2 separate regions of the Triticum aestivum genome follow, and region 1 is linked to region 2. A link is a contact called in public Hi-C data. All regions are on one chromosome and are shown on one strand. Each heading gives the region's core, a stretch centred on a gene start, on an enhancer-like site or on the middle of the called end of the contact. The rest is flanking DNA. Distances are from core to core; before and after follow the strand shown.

Region 1 (5,687 bases), core at 1,769-4,268, 150 kb after region 2:
ACATTGTAGCTTTTCGGCCAAACCATTCAACAAGAAGAGCAGATGCAATTAGACCCGGAATCTCTGGTAGAGCAGTAGAATGATGAGTTAGTGACATATTCTACAGCCAGTCAGACTGGGTGAAGAAACGGGCTACTGAATGCTACCTGCAAGACTAGTGACAAATGTATCTTTGTAAAGGCTGGCATCTGTTTCACTCTTCACATATTTCAGCCCAGATGCGCAGCTTCTATTTGCATTGCTCAGTTGCGCGGTCAGCAAGACTAGTCCATAATAAGCAAAGGAATTTGCGTAGAAAACAAACCAAAGTAGAAGAGTTGATCTACGCAATTTCCGTGACAGTAGACTGCGCAATGCAGCAGCACTACCAGATTTGGGGCTTATGACATCATCATCTGTGCAGTCCTTCTCTCTGAGTGGAAGAAGATGATCTGCCTCAGAGGTAAGAGTACTATGATCAACTTCACCGTCTCGAGGGTATACGAGAACTCCAGGAGGAAGAGTTGCTTGGTTTGTCTCGGCGATTCTCTCCAGGACAAGTGTTGCATCAGATATTCTATTTTGCGCACACAGATAGCGTGGCGATTCAGGTGTAATTCCAAAGAAAGGGAGCAAGAGAAAGCAAGGGATGGCAGTCAATGCTAGCAACCACCTCCAAGTCAATGTTGATACGACAATCTGCAATAGGAACAAAATTTTGTAAGACTTCATTACTTGGTCAAAATATAAATATAAATCAGAAAGTATCAGTCCGATACCCATGCAAGTGAAGCTTCCAAGACTGTGCCAATAGTCCAAAAAAAGGAAAAAATAATCATCCAAAAGCCACGATTTTGCGCAGGAACAAACTCCAAAAACCAAGATGAATACACATGGCTGCCACCCAATCCTACGCCAACGAGAAAGCGAAGAGCCATCAAACATAAATAGTTTGGAGACAAAGCACTTAGGAAACCCATTCCAGTAGTAAACAGAGTTGAAAGCAGTAAACCAGTCCTGAAACAAGAAAAATACAAGTTTTGTTCAGGGATTATATTTGGTACATTGTATGTTTGCAACTATAAACCTGTCCGCAATGTATAGTATTGAAATTATGTTTACAATTCCAAAACACACCGGACGTGCCAAAGTTGCATAATCGTACATCAGGAATATGAGATTCAAATTCATAACAGAGACGGTCATAACTTTGTCAAAAATAAAAATAAAAATTCTTCTAGAAAAGCGAAACACATCAGTGCATGTACAAGTAAATCCTTACCTTCGCCCATATTTGTCAGACACGTATCCCCAACCACATGCTCCAATTAACATGCCCAAAAACACTACACTTGAGAGTAAACTCTCATCTTGGGCAGAGATTTTCCATTCCTCCCGAATCAATGGTCCAACAAAGGACAGTAGCATGACCTCCATGGCTTCTGCAACCCAACCCATGCCTGCATAAACAAGAACAAGTCCTTGCAATTTTCCAAATCCCATGGCTGTAAGCGCATCATCTGTGGTGTATGTTTCCATGTTGGTAGTGTGTGCCGATTCAGCCAAGGAAAGGCCAGTCTGTAGCAAACTTGACGTCAGGAAAATATTTGCTTATTTCACCTCCAGCTGCAAATAGTACGCACAAACAATAAAAACATACTTAGAGATGCCAAAATCATAAGAGGTACGATTTAATGCATATATTAAGAAATTATTAAAGGTAAATTTGCCCCTAGTGTTTGTTCGTTAATGGTGGATAAACATACATCAATGACTCTACACAATCCAATGCAACAACGCAGTTCAGTGCTATCAGGATAAGAGCAATGTCATGCTAGACCTCGTTTACTGACGCTGCTCCCACCCACATTCAGTTTGGCGAGCAATGACATGCCGGACTAGCCTAAACACAACACACCGGATGCTATATCGATGAGAAAGTGCAAAGGACAGATGGTCAACCAGGTCAAGAAGGCGGTGAATAGTTCCATTGAGATGATAGCGTGCGCATTTTTTATCGGCAAATAAAAAACAGAGCAATTATAGTTTCTGAATTCTGAATTGAAGGAGGAGGTGAGAATCTGAAGTGGCCTAGAAAGATTCTGAGATCTTGACTGGTGCTAAGTCTGCTTAAGGACTGTCTAGTTCCCTGATTTGACTTGGTTCTCCCTTTATATTTTTCTTGGTTTTTCTCCTAGCCTCTTTTGTAGATCTGAACAGTTTCCTGCTCAATACTCCACAGCAGCAACTCTTCTGCTGCGTTATTTATGTAAAATAAACATGGTTTCCTTGAATGATGCTGTATACAAAAAGAAGATAAGAAGTGAAGAGAATGGTACACGGTAGACATTCCTCTAGGATTAAAGCTTTACCAAATTCTCTATCTTAAACTCAGTCATCTGAAAATTCAGTGTAAAACTAATCCGACAGAAAACTTCTCCTGGATCTTCTGCTACATACAGACACAGATCAATACCCAACCCAGCCACCATCCAGGACCCCTAATCAACGCAGCACCTGAAACGAATCCAACTAAGCTCAGGGGGAATGCTATGAAGGCACAAGACCTGAACACCAAGAACTTGATACCTACTAGGCCATGCCAAGAACAGGGGGCGTGGCCATGTCCGAGCACGAATCCTGCATCCCAACTACCACCAGAAACCAAAAAAAGGAAGGCGCAAACAGCACGCAAAGCGGCCCAAGCGCCCAACGGAACGCGGGAGCAGCAAGCAATCGGCGATTGAGGCGAGGGGGGCGGGCACGTACGCAGGGAGGAGGCGGGGAGCGAGCCCCGTTGGGATCAGGGATGATCCTCGCCCGCAGGAAGGAAAGCCAGCAGCGGCGGCAGAGGGCGGGGTTAGAAGATGCGTGCCTGCCTGCGCTCTGCGGGTTGTTGGGAGGGGAACGAGTTTAATAGCGGGATTGGAAAATGGCGACGACCAATGGCGGACGGGGGAGGGAGGGGGGAGGGGCAGGCAAGCAACTGGTCCAGGGGCGACGATGGCGACCTGTCTGCGCGGGCCGGGCTGTTGCGGGACGCGTGGCGATCCTGATTGATTTTCATGTGGTCGCCAGGGATTCGGGATCGTTTTCGGTCCGTGAATGAATGGGATCAATCATGTGGTTTGCGGGGAACCGCGGGCGACGTGCCGCCGCGACGCTTGGCCGCCACCTGGACGTGCGACGCCCCACCAAGAGGCCCACAGGAGACGTGTTATTGGCCGACAAAGATAAATAGGAGTAGCCTTAACCTCGTGACAATTTTCTTTTCTTTTTTCTTTCTTGAATGAAAATAATAAAGTTTCTCTTTTCTTTTGTCGCGCGTGATGGGTGGCGACCGGTGAAGGAGACCGTTCTGGCCTATTATCCGTGATGAGCTGCAGTTGTCAAATTCGGTTTTCTTTTTTGAGAGAGAGTTGTCAATTTCGTTTTGAAGACCGTGTTGCGTTTTTTATTTAATTATTATTATCGGTGCTCAGCTACGCTATCCTGTTTTGTGGCGTGATAAGAGAAACCTTGATGTGCTGTGTCAACCTCATACGGTCGTTCAAAGCACTTGCGTCTCCTCTGCCTTCTGCTGACGGTTTCTGGCGCCTGACTCACTCGCGACCCAAGAGAGTGACGAAGAGGTTGTGACGGGATATGTAAAAAATAATGGCTTCTTTGAATCAAAAGATTCTCACAGTACATCTAAAAAAAAAGATTCTCACAGTAATTTTGGAGGATTTTAATTCTTAGGAATTTTTTCTATGTAGGTTGTTTGATTCATAGGATCGTAAACTATAGGAATTTTTCCATGGGATTCATTTACATTAGATTTCATAGGAAAATTTCCATCCACTCAAACCTCTTTAAAAGAATCCTACGTTTCTCTTATGCACAATCAAACACTCATACAATCTTGTAGGATTCAAGATGGCATGCCACTCTAATCTCATGTTTTTTCTATTCCTGCGTTTTGAAAATCCTATGAATCAAAGAGGCCATAATATTTTAGTATGTTACACAAGATTTACCTGTCCATATAAATGTGATTGTGTATATAAATATTTGTTAAATTCTGACCGTGATTTATCTGCTCATATTAATGCGATTGTATAAATAAGTGTTTACCAAATACTGCATATCTTTAAAAAAAATAGAGAGTAGTATTAATTAAAAGAGCAAACAAAATTCTTACAATCTTGCAAGGCGACACTCAACACGTAGGTTGGCACTGTCCCTTGCATAACACTACCACACAACTTGTCAACTCTTTACGCTCAAGCTGGGCAAGAATATGACCTAACTATTGCGATAACCCAATTCGGTGCCCGGGCTCATCTACACCCTGTCAGAAAAAATAAATCAAAACATGTACTAAAAATATTAGAAAAGTCCATTTTCTTTGTGTGATAGAAAATTTTATGCGTGAGGTACGCTCCAAATTTCAACTTATTCAGACATCTGAGCAGCTCTCAGCAAAAAAAATCATGTCACAACAGTGTGTGAACATTAAACCTTTTTACAGGCCCTGAATTTGTCTTTTTTGCTGAGAGTTGCTCAGATGTCCAAATGAGTTGAACTTGGAGCATACCTCACGCATAAACTTATCTACCACGCAAAAATTGGAATTTTTTGAATTTTATTAGTATTTGTTTTGATTTTTTCAGGGGGGGGGGGGGTGTAGATGAGCTCGAGAGCAGAAACCGCACTCCTAACTATTGACCCTTTTATCTACTTTTTAGACTTTAACTTCTCTATTTCCTTGCTTGATCACTTGAAATTCCTTCGTAGTCACTCCAATTTCCGATCAATCCACACATGAGGGGGCGAGTGCCTTTGCCACTGAGCTGTTGTTCATCTCAATAACTAAAGGCAGCTCCGTACCCAGCATCTGAAGGAAAATATGCCCTAGAGGCAATAATAAAGTTGTTATTTATATTTCCATATATCATGATAAATGTTTATTATTCATGCTAGAATTGTATTAACCAGAAACTTGATACATCTGTGGATACATAGACAAAACACCGTGTCCCTAGTAAGCCTCTACTTGACTAGCTCGTTAATCAAAGATGGTTAAGTTTCCTGACTATAGACATGTGTTGTCATTTAATGAACGGGATCACATCATTAGGAGAATGATGTGATGGAAAAGACCCATCCGTTAACTTAGCATAATGATCGTTAAGTTTTATTGCTATTGCTTTCTTCATGACTTATACATGTTCCTTTGACTATGAGATTATGCAACTCCCGAATACCGGAGGAACACCTTGTGTGCTATCAAACGTCACAACATAACTGGATGATTATAAAGATGCTCTACAGGTGTCTCTGAAGGTGTTTGTTGGGTTGGCATAGATCGAGATTAGGATTTGTCACTCCGAGTATCGGAGAGGTATCTCTGGGCCCTCCCGGTAATGCACATCACAATAAGCCTTGCAAGCAATGTGATTAATGAGTTAGTTACGGGATGATGCATTACGGAACGAGTAAAGAGACTTGCCGATAACGAGATTGAACCAGGTATAAAGATACCGACGGTCAAATCTCGGGCAAGTAACATACCGTTGACAAAGGGAATAACGTATGTTGTCATTGTGGTTTAACCGATAAAGATCTCCGTAGAATATGTAGGAACCAATATGAGCATCCAGGTTCCGCTGTTGGTTATTGATCGAAGATATGTCTCGGTCATGTCTACATAGTTCTCGAACCCG
Region 2 (5,765 bases), core at 2,593-5,092:
AGTATTTTGGCGCTTTCTTTTTGAATGTTGCACCCTTACATTTTTCTTTATTTAACCCTAGTGGTAGGGCTACGGGGTAGGCCGTGCTCTCGTGCATGTTCCTCGCAGCTGCCGCAGCCGTAGGCGCGTTCAACGACGATGGACCATGGACCATGAAAAAAAATTCTATGAGACCAGGTCTCACGGATTAGCAGGTGAGACCCATCTTGATGAATGACACGTGGCATTCTCAAATCACAAAGCATCCACCCCACCCATGCTCATCTTTTCTACCCCAAGTTTGGTGATTCCGCACTGCACTGAACCTGCACAGTACGCTACACACCCTATGAAATGTGATAGGCTGGCTGGCAGGCTTCGCTAGTGGTGGGAGGGAGCACCAGGACCAGATAGGTCGCTGTCCAGACGGCCCATCTTGCCGTACCACGACACACGGCCGTACGTACAGTGCTGCGTGGTCCTGCTCGGTGCCCCCGCGCACTTGTAAATAATGACGGGTGCATTTCTTGTTGCTCTTACAGCGCTCTGATGATAGCCTATCACATTTCCAGTCGCCACCGCTGCGTGTTTTATAAATCCGAGTACGTGACTTCAGATTTTTTAGCCATGGCAAATTCAACGTTTTTTTATAACAATTTATATTGGCGCGTGGATGACAAAATTAGCCGGCGACCAGGACAGTTTTCTAGCAAAAAAATAAACCGTAAAGGATTTGTCATGCTCACTAACTAAACTTGTCACCTCGACAAACATAATTTATCATAAAAAACATTTGATTTGCTATGCCTAAAAATCTGATTTTTCTCGATGGATATTCATCGTCCTAAATCCATTGAAAGAAATAGGGGTACTTTATTTTTATCAATAGTAGGTTGCTATTGTTTGTGTTTCTGAACGGCTATGGTGAATAAAATGATGCAAAGAGGAGATGGGGAGCGGCGGACTTAGTGGTGTGATTCTTACCCAACGTCTGGCGTCCTTTAAATAGAGGATGGACATGATGAGCTTGCCCGACGTTGTGTTTAATGCTCCCCACCGGCCCGCTCGTGAACAGATGTGTGGCTGGAGTAGATTTCTTGGCTTCCACGCGGGTTTAATGGAGGCGCTTGAGTGCGGCGAGGAAGTGTGCTCAGCCGGACGTGCAATGGGCAGAGGAAGTAAGAGGTCGCGTCCGCCCTGAACCCGTCTTCAACGTGCATCGGCATGAATGTGGATAGCTGGCGCCGGACGGGAACACGCGCCGACGAGGGAGGAAGGGCTTTGGGGGGTCAGTGTGGTCAGAAGCGGGGCATTGGTGGTGTTCGGATGCCCGCAAAGCCCCTGTTTTGTCTCCGGTTTTGCGATAGAAAGTACTCCCTACGTTCCGAATTACTTGTCGCAGGTATGAATATATCTAAATGTATTTTAATTCTAGATACATCCATTTCTGCATGAGTAATTTGGAACGGAGGGAGTATGTCCGGACCGCGACGCGGACCGACACAACCCCGCGTTGAATGGCTTCCGCCGTCGGGGCGGAGGCGGGCGGTTTGAGAGTCGGCAGATGCTCTAAAGGCACTCCTACATTTCAAAATAATTGACATTATATGTTTGGACTGTGATATTTGGCACACGTGTGCCATATAAGCAAAACTGCCACACCTTTACTTCTTTCATTTTAAAGTACCACACGATCCCTCGTCCTTTGACCTCGCCTTCTTCCAAATGACCCCGCAGGCTTGCCCGAGAAACCTGCTTCTCCTGCACATCTCGGGCGCCCACCCCCGAGAAAACTGCCACTTCTTCACGTCTATCACATGATTTCTCCTCGGGACAAAGTTACCATGGTATTCGTATGCAAGTTATCAGGCCTGTGTTGCATAACTTACCATGCTATTTACATAGAACGTACAAGGTACTATGCTTCAACAACTACACCCCTTCAAAGTTAACACTGTGTTTTGTACACAAGTTATAAGGTCTTCGATGTGTAAAATACAATGGTACTTGCACATAAGTTATCAGGGTATATGTACATCAACCTCCCCTGATCAAAGTTATCATGGGGGATTGTACATGAGTTACCATGATATTTTTGGTGTGTTTCGTATATTATCATGATACTTGCACCTAAAAACCTGGGTGTGTTTCGGTAGCTTTTTTCATAGGTCAAAAATTGCCATGATATTTTTGCGTAACTTATCACGCCTATAGCACGTGTGTCCCTCATAACATTATGTGACTTTCCCGTGGCACGCCATGTGTTGTGTTCATCCAAGAGGCCCACACGCGAGGTGAGTGTATGTTTTTAACAACTTATTTTCCTTTGGTAAAAAAGTTACCATCATGTTTATATTGCAAGTTATCGGTTATGCGGTGCTTATATAATCATGTTATTTACACAAAAATTATTGAGGATGTTTTGAACAACTTTATCCCAGAACAAAAAGTTATCATGGTGATTCTAGGTAACCTATCAAGCCCGTAGTGCTTAAAATATCATGCTATTTACACAAAATTTATCAGGGGGTATGTTTCAGCAACAAATCCCCCCGCCCCCACGGGTCAAAAACTTATCATGGTGTTTAGTTATCGCAGTGCATATGTTTTCATGCTATATACACATAAAAATGCCAGGGGAGGGAGGTATACTACCGTGCTATTTACACAGAAGATACCGGAGTATGTTCTCAAAAAAAAATTATTCTCTACGGTCAAAGTTACCATGGTGTTTCTACCTCAGTTATCAAATGTGCACTGTGTATATTACCATCTATTTACACATAAATTATCGGATATCTTTTTACATTTGTCTTCCCCAATGGTTAAAGTTACCACGATGTTTGTATCTAAAATATCAGGTCAATGGCGTGAATGTTATCGTGCTATTTACAGAAATTACCGGGGGGCGGGTTCAATAAATTTATTCCCAATGATCAAAGTTACCATGATGCTTGAAATAAAAAGTTTTTCAATGCTAGCATATTAAAGGCAAAAACATGGCAAACACAATATTTCCCTTCGCTTGTTCAACAATGAGTGTCATAGGTGAGGTGGTAAGCTCCCTTTGTTGATTACCTGCAAACCAGAGTTCAAATCCTAGTCCAAGCATTATTTTTGCCAAAAATCAGGAAGGCGCGTGGGGCCATAATTGACGATTACGAAAATTAGGAAGGAAGTCAGGGGAGGTCGGTGGGGAAGGACATGCGGGAAAAGAAGGAGATCGGGAGTCATGCGGAAAAGGAAAGAAATCGAAAGATCATGCGGGAAAGAAAGGAGATCGTGAGGGAACTGACGGCGCTGGATGCGTGTGGCAGTTTACATGATTGCCATATACATATTTCGTATATGTTTTCATATTTTGAAAGAAGTGATAAGTTGTCTGGAGTGAAAATTTACTAGTTAGTTTATTTATTATTCCCTCCGTCCCAAAATTCTTGTCTTAGATTTGTCTAGATACGGATGTACCTAATACTAAAATGCGACTTGATACAACCGTATTTAGACAAATTTAAGACAAAAATTTTAAGACGGAGGGAGTACTAAGTTTGTCGACTCTTTATAAAAATCCCGTGGGCACCAGAGATCTGAGGATTCGCGTGTGTGCAAAACCGACCAGAGAGAAAAATCTCGATCCGACGGCCACAAACGAGCGGTTGACCAAGAAACAGAGTACCCCTACCAGCTTTTCAAGTTGAAACCTCACCACCCACCATGCCGTGAGCCTGCGACGTGCCCGGAGAGGCCCCCGAACATTCTACTTTGGACATGTAGCACGGGACGCATTTGAACATTCTACGTACCTTGGAGTCTCGGACTTGCACATCACGCGAGCCAGCAGCACAGTAAGCATATTCCAACTTTCCAAAAGCTCCAGCGCAACCGACGAGCCAGAAGGCAGGCGGAGCTGCCCACGCACAGGCAGCACAGCAGCAGCGGCCAGTGGCCACAGTATCGCAGTAAACAAATCCGCTCCGTCGTCGCCACGCCTCCCCCCTTCGTCAACACCCTCGCCCCCGCCGCCTCGGTCCGACCGGAGGCCCCCGTCCTCATCTCCTCGCCGCCTCCGCCGCCTCGCCCCCCCACCAAGCTCCCCCGCTCGCCTCCGTCCAAATCCCGCGCCCGCGATTCCGCAGCCTTCCTTCCTTGTTAGCTGGTCAGTTGGCTGAGCCGCCCTTTGTCCCTGCGTTCTTGGGGAATTCTTTGACCGGATTCGATACGGTCTCTGCTCTCCCGCCTCCGCCATATTTCCGCCGGGCTTCCTCCGCCTCGGTCAAACTTTGCGGCCGGCCTTTTTCCAGCGAGTTCCGTCCGTCCCAGCCTTTCGGCTTTCGTCACAGCCCCGCCGCGGTGAGCACCTCTTCTCCCGCCCCCGCCCCTTTGCTTCCTTCCCACCGCTCGCGAGATCTGCCCCCTCTCCTGCTCCGCCTTGCTGCCAAGGAGGCGGTTCTTGGCTCACCTCTGCTGCTCCCCGATATACTTTGCCAGTTGCCACGCGCCGATTCCGCGCCTCCGATAAGGAATTCTGGTTGTTGGGCTTGCGGCGCAGTTCCTCAAGAATCAAGATTTCTATTTTTGGCTGCCTGCAAAGATGGCGTCCAGCGCCGGTGATATGCCCGAGGTGAAATTCAAGAGGACCGGCAGCCTGGGGAGCAGCGACTACGTGCGAGCCGACAAGATCGACCTCACCAGCCTCGACATCCAGCTGGAGCAGCAGCTCAACAAGAAATGGGGCAAGACCAACATCAAGTCCCAGGGACCCAAGGCGGACTGGGAGATTGACCTTGCTAAGCTGGAGATCCGGCACGTCATCGCCCAGGGCACATATGGAACCGTCTACCGCGGCACCTATGATGGCCAGCAGGTCGCAGGTATCTACCTCAATCGGCTGAAAAACATGAACTCATGTTGCTTGATTGTTCTTTATATATGCATGCTCCTATGCCCTCTTATGTATTCTTCTGGTCGAATTACACACATGATTATATTATAGGGGGTTAAAAACACATATGTATATAGGTCATGAGTCATGACACGTATTTATTCACACAAAGCAAGCGCAAGTTTGCAGGTTTTGGGATAATTAGTTACTCTAATCTCTTCTATTAGAGAAATGATACATGTTGACTTTTATTGATTGTGTGATTTGTGTTCACTCCTTCCCCAATGTTTCAGAACCTCAAATAGGTACAGGTTTTGAGATTAGGTGTGTTTAATCCAGTAGCATGCTCTTTTAAACCCATCCCAGTGTCCAACTGGGCGCCTTAAACCATATTTGTTCGGCAAAGTGCGATGCCTAGCAGTTTGACAGTTATTCGTGTGCCCCCTGTTAATTAATCCTTGAACTTCATGATAACTCTTTATGCTTCACACAATGCTTAGTATTTTCGCAACAATTTGGCCCGCGTGTTTTTATCAGAGACGCATCAAAATTCATTTCTAGTGTGTTTTAGTGCACCTTCGATTCTGTTTATGTTCTTTTCTTGTACCCAGGAAGCTGCATCTGAATTATGTAGTTTAAGGTTTTATTTCTTATGTCGATATTTTACCTTCCTTACATCGGATATTCACATAACTAGCAAACAGTTGAGTTATGCTTCTAGGCACTGTAAAAGGTAGGAGCAAAATTTGCTAGATGGCCAACCTATTGTGAATGCAAGAAGCTTTGCACTTGTACTTTTCAAGGAATCTCTTATAGTTGGATTCAGACAAATACATATATACTTCCTAGTTAGTAAGTATAACGTAGTCGGACAATCTCCTTGCTGCCGCATCCACTCTATGTA

Evidence for each region. A called contact is a pair of places that touch in the nucleus more often than the background predicts.
Region 1: a contact with region 2 is called in a Hi-C map of leaf, with 3 times the contacts expected there. The contact joins the promoter of LOC123104934 here to the promoter of LOC123104932 in region 2. A contact is called at or near these places in 2 of 5 Hi-C or Micro-C datasets (both in leaf).

The regions. Positions count from the first base shown.
Region 1 is chr5A:576,577,554-576,583,240 of IWGSC CS RefSeq v2.1, forward strand. It overlaps LOC123104934 (organic cation/carnitine transporter 7), which reads right to left and starts at 3,019. Exons shown (of 7, transcript XR_006450607.1): 1 at 2,749-3,019; 2 at 1,262-1,605; 3 at 759-996; 4 at 147-678; 5 at 1-63.
Region 2 is chr5A:576,428,008-576,433,772 of IWGSC CS RefSeq v2.1, forward strand. It overlaps LOC123104932 (serine/threonine-protein kinase STY13), which reads left to right and starts at 3,843. Exons shown (of 7, transcript XM_044526877.1): 1 at 3,843-4,329; 2 at 4,468-4,850. The coding sequence starts at 4,571.